2 separate regions of the Capra hircus genome follow, and region 2 is linked to region 1. A link is a contact called in public Hi-C data. All regions are on one chromosome and are shown on one strand. Each heading gives the region's core, a stretch centred on a gene start, on an enhancer-like site or on the middle of the called end of the contact. The rest is flanking DNA. Distances are from core to core; before and after follow the strand shown. Region 1 overlaps TICAM2 (TIR domain-containing adapter molecule 2). Region 2 has its middle 17 kb from the start of CCDC112.

The links. Hi-C and Micro-C count contacts between places; a contact is called where the count stands out from the background.
Region 2: a contact with region 1 is called in a Hi-C map of blood, with 2.5 times the contacts expected there. The contact joins two enhancer-like sites. A contact is called at or near these places in 4 of 5 Hi-C or Micro-C datasets (blood and liver).

Annotation. Positions count from the first base shown.
Region 1 is chr10:96,774,025-96,778,074 of ARS1.2, reverse strand. All of the region lies in intron 1 of TICAM2 (TIR domain-containing adapter molecule 2), which reads right to left. Among named protein-coding and RNA genes, the nearest start is that of TICAM2, 6.7 kb to the right of the region's middle. Within about 2 kb of position 2,089, at least 2 of the 5 cell types and tissues checked have an H3K27ac peak or open chromatin away from gene starts, as enhancers often do.
Region 2 is chr10:97,063,175-97,067,739 of ARS1.2, reverse strand. No RefSeq gene overlaps it. Among named protein-coding and RNA genes, the nearest start is that of CCDC112, 17 kb to the left of the region's middle. Within about 2 kb of position 2,904, at least 1 of the 5 cell types and tissues checked has an H3K27ac peak or open chromatin away from gene starts, as enhancers often do.

The sequences.
Region 1 (4,050 bases), core at 840-3,339:
AGACTGAACAGTTTTTTGTTTTGTTTTGCTTTTAACTTGACAGAATGACATGCCCACCTCCATTCCATGCCCCAGTAAAGATCTAAGACCAAAACGACCAATTACTATTGACCATAGCCCAATGGAGCTAATCACCAGGGCAACAGAAACGTGGAAAGATACAACTTAAACTGAAGTTCTGTAGGGAAGAGCAACAGGGCCAGGATCAGGAGAGTCAGGCAAAAGCAGGTGCCAATGCAATCCCCCACATTTAACAGGAGTAAGATGAAAAGAACTGAATGGCATCTATGCATACTTGGCAAGTATGCAAAAATATTACAGGAAGTAAGAAAGAATATAGAGAAGAATCATAGTAGGCAACAGACAAATACAAATTTCCATTCTCATGAAGATTACGCGCTTTGGAATCAGACTGCATGAACATAAATCCCAGCCCTACTATAAAAAAACAATTGCAAGACTTTGTACAAGTTACTGTATGTGTATCTCTGTGCTTTGATCTCATTGTGCATTAAATGGTGATTAATTATAATATCTACCTTTAAGGTTTTCAGGAAAATCAAATGGCTTAGAAGAGTGCTCCATAAATTTTTAGCTGTTAATTTTGTTATTAAATACATAACAAAGGAGCTGAAGAACACTTTACAGTTTTACTTTAGTAACAGAACGCAGAACTAAGCTGTGTGCATACAGAGGGGTGAATGGCTGCGGGAGAGGATGTCAGCAGAACTTCCCTTTGACTATTTCATTATTCTCAGGAAAAGAGGAAGCAAAACTCCTTCCTTAGGACTGCCCCAAACCTCAGTCTGTAGCATAAACAAAACTTAAATGACAGAAGATGGAACCTGCTGGGGTGAGGCTATGGTGTCCACAAGGTTATTATTTTTCTTTATGCTTCTGCATGCTAAATCGCTTTAGTCGTATCCAACTCTTCGCAGCCCGCCAGGCTCCTGTGTCCATGGGATTCTCCAGACAAGAATACTGGAGTGGACTGCCATTCCATCCTCCAGGGGATCTTTCAGACCAAGGGACTGAACTGGCCTGTTGCCTAGTTCCCATGTGCCCTCGTGCCCCCAGCAGAAGCCTTCTGTGGTTGGAGGAGGGTCAGGGCAACACCCAGGGGGTCCTATCCCACCACAACCTCTCTTCCTGCAGAAACTTCCGAGGACGTTCCTTGGGGTGGTTACAGCCAGCCCTCTCTGCCCTGGCCCTAACTCAAAACTGAAACATCAGTGTGAATTTCTCATTCATACAAAGCTTACTTTCCTCACGTAAGCCTTGACACAGTTAATTGTATGTGTCAGCTGGGCAAACCTACAGTGCCTAGTTGTTTGGTCAAACATCAGTCCAGATGTCGCCCTGCAGGTATTTTTAGATGAGACTGCATTTAAAGCAGTAAACTTTAACTGTAAAAACACCGAGTCACTGTGCTGTCTAGCTGAATCTAAGACTGTAAATCAACTGTATCTTAAATTTAAAAAGTAAATGAATAAGGCAGTAAACTCTGAGTAAAGCAGATTACTCTCCTTAGTGTGGGTGAGACTTAGCCAATAAATGAAGACCTTAAGAACAATATTGAGGCTTCCCCAAGGAATTCTGCCTTGGGAAGGCAACAGAGAAATTCCACCTGAATTTCCAGCCTTCAGATGCAAGACTGCAAAGTCAACTCCATCTGAGTTCCCAGCCCTGCCAGTCACAAGAGCCAATTTCTTAAAGTGAACCTCCCACCCTTCCTCCCTCTCTCCCTGTGAAACCTACTGGTCCTGTTTCACTGAAAAACCCAACTATAACCCTCCATAAAACTTTGCTGCCCTCAGAATTAAGAGTTACTGTTTGCTATTTAAAAACATTTTGCCAACTTCGAAAGAGAGACTCCCAAACAACAGGAAGTGAAACAATGACCAGTAATAATTTGATAATAAAATACATATTGATCCACAATTTTCAACCTGTCCTTGTGTTTACCACTGAAAATGCTTATGTTTAAATCACTGCCTCTGAAATTTAATACATTTAACGAACATTTAGGCCTCTAGTACTTGGCTCCTTCAGCCCTGGAGAAACTTTAAGAGTTGTTTCTCCTATCTGAATAGCACCATCTTGTGGCAAATACGTACAAAATTAGTTTCTTCGCTTAATTAACAGGCTTTGTCATTACTAATAACTGTAAATGTTGTTGAAAACCTACTCTGCACCAAGCCCTGATGTGTTTTAGGGATGTGGAGCCAGTGTGCGGAGACAGGACTCACTGCACCGGTGCTCCCGTCAGGAAACAGCTGCTACCGGAGCACTCAGGATGGACACTGCAGCAGGGAGCACTCGCATCAGGACGGCTGAGAAGGGACAGTTTCAGGCAGTGGGAGCAGCACTTGCAAAGACACTTGAGGCACCAGAGGGCACAGCGTGTTAGGATCGCTTTGCACTTGGTGTTCAGAAGCCTCAAGTCCATATGCAGGGATGGGAGGGGGACAGGATAGTGTTAGACATCAGGATAGACAGACAGCAGGAGTAGAGAGAGTAAGGAACCTAGAATATTCGGCTCAGGATTTTGAACTTGTTCCTGTGGGCAGGCAGAGAGCCCCTGGCAGGTGTTAAGTAGGGGAGTGACATGATCTGATTTGTTTTAGATAGGTTAAGATAGTTGGAGTAAGGAGATGAAGCCTGAGGGCTGTGAGGCTGTGGACAGGAAGAGTAATCAGGTGAGAGGCTGCTGCAATAACCTGGGTGAGAAAGCAGAGCCCTCAACCAAGTGACAGCGGAGGCAAAAATGTGCAGGGGAGAGGAAAGCTTAGCTTAGAGGGACAGGAGAAGCCGGACAGCTACAAATGGAGACGGCATCATTAGGAGGAGGGAAACTTGGGATGCCTGGAAAGAGAGGGAACCGGCTGGCATAGAGAAAGAGGATGAAGAAGTGTGTGGGGACTTCTTAGGGCTGAGCCGTCTCTTGGTCACTGGGCAGCCTGTCTCTCTCCTACTCCCCCTTTCCCTGTGAGGATGGGAGCCACCAAATTCTTCAGGGCGCTAGGTCTCAGGGTAATGTCTGTGATGAACACTGCAGATGACGTGGTAACCTATAGGACTCTGGGATTTAGCATCTTGGGAGAAAGTGAGCACACTTGGTTTTCAGGAGGCATGGCTGCATTATATCAGAAGAGAGCGCGCTGCTCTTCTGGTCCTTGTCTGGAGGTTTAGGAATGGAAAGAAGGGAAGGTATGGATGTAAGGGGCATTCTGTAGCAGGTACACCAGATGGGCTCAACCAAATTTATGCCAACTTCCTTTTAGTGAACCTTCCTGTACTACAAGTACTAAAAGCTGTATTTCCCAGACTTCCTTAAAGCTAGGGTACTACTGGGTGTAACTTATGTTCTGCCAACATGTCTGAGTTAAATATGAAGGGAGGCAGAGCATGAAGCAATACTTTGCAGAGCTGCTGTGATTCAGGAGCTGGCAGCATGCAGAGCTGCAGGAGGGTTCACGGTTTTGGCAAACGTCCCTGCTCCACTAGACTAGTTCTGCTGGTGATGTTCTGAGGTGTTCCCAGAAACTCAACCTGGAGCCTAGCTCTTCAACTCGCCCAATGATAGTGTACATTTTGTAATATCCGCCACTACATACCTTTCTGCTTAAACCAGCTTGAATAGATTCTGTTTTCTGCAACTAAACTGTAATTGATACAGCATCCAAATCCAGGCCAGGGAGCTACAGCAAGTCAGCAGCAAAACTCAGCACTGCCGTCTGTTTTTGTGTGTTTCACTGGAAGACAGCCACACCAGTCATTCATGTACTGTCTACAGCAAATTTCACGCTAAAGAGGCAGAGGTGAGCAATTCCAGCGGGAGCCGGATGGCCCAGATGGCCCAGGATATTTATTGCCAGGACATGACAGAACAGACCTGTGCTGGTTAAGATGAGGAACATGCAGACTTTTCCATCAGATCCACACCCTGAAAATACTTTAAAGTCCCCACTAGGGTGATCAATATGTTCAGGAATAGGATGGGTAGAATTTGAATCCACCTGATCTTTACTGCAATAACATTTACTGAAG
Region 2 (4,565 bases), core at 1,655-4,154, 290 kb before region 1:
GAATTTCCTTTTGATAAGGTTTATTAACAAACTTAAAAGAAGAATCAAAAATTTAAGGCAAAACTCACAGTGAAGATCCACAGTGAAAAACAAAAGCGCTGGGACAAAATATCTTTGACCAGCATTGTTAAAACAAGCCTGTCAAATGCCAGGAGTTTATCCAGGGGACTTGAGGAGTTCACTTTAGGGAAATAGTCAAATGGCCCATAACACTGTCTTGATTCAAATTCAAGTTCACCAGATATTTCTCAACTGAGAGAGGTCCCAGTGAAGCAGTTGAGGGTTTATGGACTCTTGCTTTCGTAAGTGCATGCTAAGTTGCTTAGTCATGGCCAACTCTGTGGGACCCTATGGACTGTAGCCCACCAGGCTCCTCTATCCATGGGATTTTCCAGGCAAGAACACTGGAGTGGGTTGCCGTGCCCTCCTCCAGGATGGACTCTTGAGTCAGACCTAAACTCAAACCTAGATTCTCCCATTGACCCACTAGCTGTGCAAACCTTGGGCAAATTACTTAACTGTTTCCGGTCATTTTCTTTGCGTGTCTGGGTGGGTTGTTTGTGAGGTTTAAATAAGGTGATTGTTTAAATAAGGTTGTAGAGCCGTCTGCACCCTGGCAGAGCCCAGCAAGAGCCCCAGAGCCTCAGGCCCTGTTTTCCTGCACATGCTCTCTCAGAGGAGCACTCTGTGGAAAAAGCAAAATGCGTGGTTCCAGGAAAGACTGGCCTTTCTAAGCCACTAAATAGATGAAAAGTTTTTTTGTTTGTTTTATAAACTCCACTTAGAAAATGCATTTTGTTACATGATTAGAGCAAATACCCAATATTTAATTTTCTTCAGTAAAATCAGGGGCCAATCCTCTTTCAGTTCATTAAAAATAAAATCCTACTGGAAGACACACTTCTCATCTGTCCCACTTTGAAATTCTCACTCAAATCTGTGTCTATGAGAAATTCAGAATTCTTGTAGAGTTAATATTCCTTAAGTCTGTTCAGACCAACATTCAATAATTTACATGAAGAATATTAAAGCTTGGTCAAGACTATAACATTTTCAGATAATTTGCTTGACATTTAAAACTTCTGGATTTAAATATGGAATTGAATTCATTTGTGTTTTTTTTTGTTTGTTTGTTTGATAATTGTCTAGTATGTAAGTTCTGTGTTTTTTGGGTTTTTTTTTTTTTGGATAACTATCTGTCTCTCTTCACTAGTATATAAGTTCTATTCTAAAATCTTACCTGGTACATAGCAGGAACTTAATAAGTCACTGTTGAGTGAACGGTGAATGAACCAGTAAGCTTTTTGCCACACTTTTTGCCATCTGGGCTAGAAAATAAGATCTGTACTAGGGTGAGCTTCTTTCATCTAAATACACAGAATATTACATGCAGTTTTTCTTTTCATTAAATTATTTTAAACTCTTCCCTGTTTTTGATTCCTCAAGTTTATCTAGAGCTGTTCATGTGTATGAACTGTGTACATTTTACCTTGTATGCAGATTTAAACACATTTCAGTGACAATATCCATGTACTATCGACAAATGACTTAGACATGTTTGGTCCTAAGAGACATACCTGAAGAACAGATGGCTGCTTTCACGGTAGTCTTGGTTTGCCAGTATAGGTAATTTAAGGGGCTGTTTAGATCTCACATTCTGTGTGGAATATTTGTCTAATTTTGGTAATAATGCAAAGAACTTATGGTTGCGGTCTTTCCAATAGTTAATGACATCATTTCTTCCATATGACAAATCCAGTTTTAGTTTTTGTGAAAATATGAGAGAACTACTCTCGCATATGTAGCTTCCTAGGTGGCATAGAATCTGCCTGTCAGTGTAGGAGATGTAAGACATGTGGGTTTGATACCTGGGTCAGGACGATTCTCTGGAGTAGGAAATGGCAACGCACTCTGGTATTCTTGTCAAGAAAATTCCATGGACAGAGGGACCTACAGTCCATGGGGTCACAAAGAGTCAGACATGACTGAGAGAATGAGCACACACTCTCACATACAACATGATTTTCCTTAATGCGCTTTTATATGTTAATAACGTTTTACGTTGTTTTTTGTTTTTTTTTTAAACTGGAAATGGAACCATTAACCAGAAGTTCAAAAGTGTTTATAAGTGATTTTTGTTCTCTTCTGAAAGAGGGACTTGATTGACCTTTTGACCACGTTGCTAGAGGAAAAACTACCTGAAAGGAAAAAATTACCTGCAGACATTTTGGTGAACTCAGCACTGGGGGGAATTTCATTTGTCTGCTGGCCTTAACGGCACTTTGATGAAGATTAACAAGGAGGAATGGAATTGCTAGTTAAAACACACTTCCATAGACTTTTCAAGTAGGAAAGCCCAGCCTAAGTGGCAGGAGACAGGATGCACCTATCCAGACATCATCTTTTGGAAGCACATCCGGGAGACCTCTGCTTGACACAGTCTCTGCCACCTTATACTAACAACACTCCAACTATACCTTGCTCTTTGACCCGAATTAATTTTCCCTAGAAAGTTCTTATTTTTTATTTTTTTATTTTTTTTTTTTTTACCATTCTTTACCTCAGACTTTTGGTAAATTTTGAGGTAAAAACCTTGCCGACTCATTCATTCTTCATCAAACAACTACTTATTAAGGACCAACCATGTACCAGGGAAATTCTAGGTTCTCACAGAGTTCATGTACTCATGGAAGAAGATGGTTATCAAATAAGCAAATAAGATCATTTCAGTTAGCAGTGACAGCTCTGCACAGAATGGAACAGGAAGATGTCATGGAGAACGTGAGTGGGAGATCTTGAGAGAAAACGGGTTGGGGGAGTGCCATCTGAGCTGAGACGCGAGCAGGACGCGGCAGCCCCGTGGAGACGCGGGGACACGGTGTGCCAGGCAGGCAGAAGGCCGAGGGGAGCGGGCACACACAGCCCGGGCGGGGGAGCCTGACACACGCCGGGAGGGAAAGCAGGCTTACGTGACGGATCCCCGTGAGCAGGCGGGAGGAGGGTGGCAAACTGAGGTCAGAGAAGTGGCGAGCGGGATTGCAGAATTCTGATTTTAGGTTAAAATGAGAAGCTGGTGAAAGATTTTCGTCAAAGGAGGGACATAATCTGGTCTGTGTCTTCACAGATGGAGCGGCATGCTGTGTGACAAATGGATCTATGTTAGCTTTGTGATTTGGACTGATATCAACTCACCTAGGAGTTCTCCTCGGGTGAGTGAAAGGGCTGTTATTTTTATTTTCTGTTTTTGGCAAATCCGGATTAGCTTCTCTTTCTCCTTATCTTTAGACGTGACCTCCAGAAACAGCAGGGCCTTCTGGGTGATAACCTTTCCCATCCCCAGAGGACATGAGCATCACGACCTAGTAGAGGAGAGAAGCAGTCCGCTGCCTCATGATTTCCTAGCAAACACATCTGTTTGTCTGACCTGGGAAAGCCATGCTGCAGCTCTGCCAAGACCCAGGCACTTTTGACAGGTCAGCTATACTCAATTAATCAGAGTGACTGCAGTTTTCTCTGAAAGTAGGAACCAGTTCTATCAGGTTACTGCCCTCATGACAGAGGCCTGTAACAGAGGCCTAAGACATGGCCAACTGCACGGCTTTCCATAGTGTGAGGCTTCAGAATGCCGACTGAAGGATAAACTACTTGAAGTCTGAACTGCTCTAGGCCCTCAATGGATGGGGCGAAACTGTGCCCCCGGACTTCTGTGTCAACTTTATTAACAGTGACAACAACAGTCACCACTTCCTAAGCACTGAGTTTTCACCAAGCATTCATCCAACTCAGGTGTTGGCAAACTTTTGTAAAGGACCAGACAGAAAATGTTTTCAGTCTGTGGGCCAGATGGTCTTGTTGCAAGCAGAGCTCAATTCTGCTGTTGCAGTGAGAAGGCAGCCAGAGGTAACAGGGAAGGAACGGGAACGGCTGTGTTCCAGCGACACTGAATTTTCCCAAACAGGGGTGGGGCTGGATGAGGTCCACAGGACACAGCTTGATGGCCCCTGATCTAAATGACTTACTTGTATTAACTTACTTGATCTTCAAAGCACTCCAATCATACCCTTTAATTTACAGGTGAACTGTGGCGCAGAGAGGTCATATGGATGGGATGGCACAGCTCATACCCTACAGCTGAAGTTCACACCCACACTGCATGACCCACACAGCACAGAGTCACTTCAAGTGTGGCATGGCCAGGACTTGCCCTGGGCTTAGCTATCTATAGACTCCATCAACAAGTTTTACAGGTTATCTGGATTCTTTATAAGATGCCTACCTCACAGGACTGTCAGAGAACAAAGTGTCAGGGAATATAATGAGGCAAACAGCATGATGCTTGGATCAGCACAGTGCTTTGCAGAACCTGTCAAGTCACTGCACACTGGGTCCTTTACGTGATATTTGAGGGGTACCTGTGGTCTCTGGGCTATTGGGGGCACTTGTGCCTGGGTATGCGTGAACATCTGGGCAGTTCATGGAAGAACTATAATATTAGCAGCCACATGGAACAACAGACTGGTTCAAAATTGGGAAAGGAGCACGTCAAGGCTGTATCTTGTCACCCT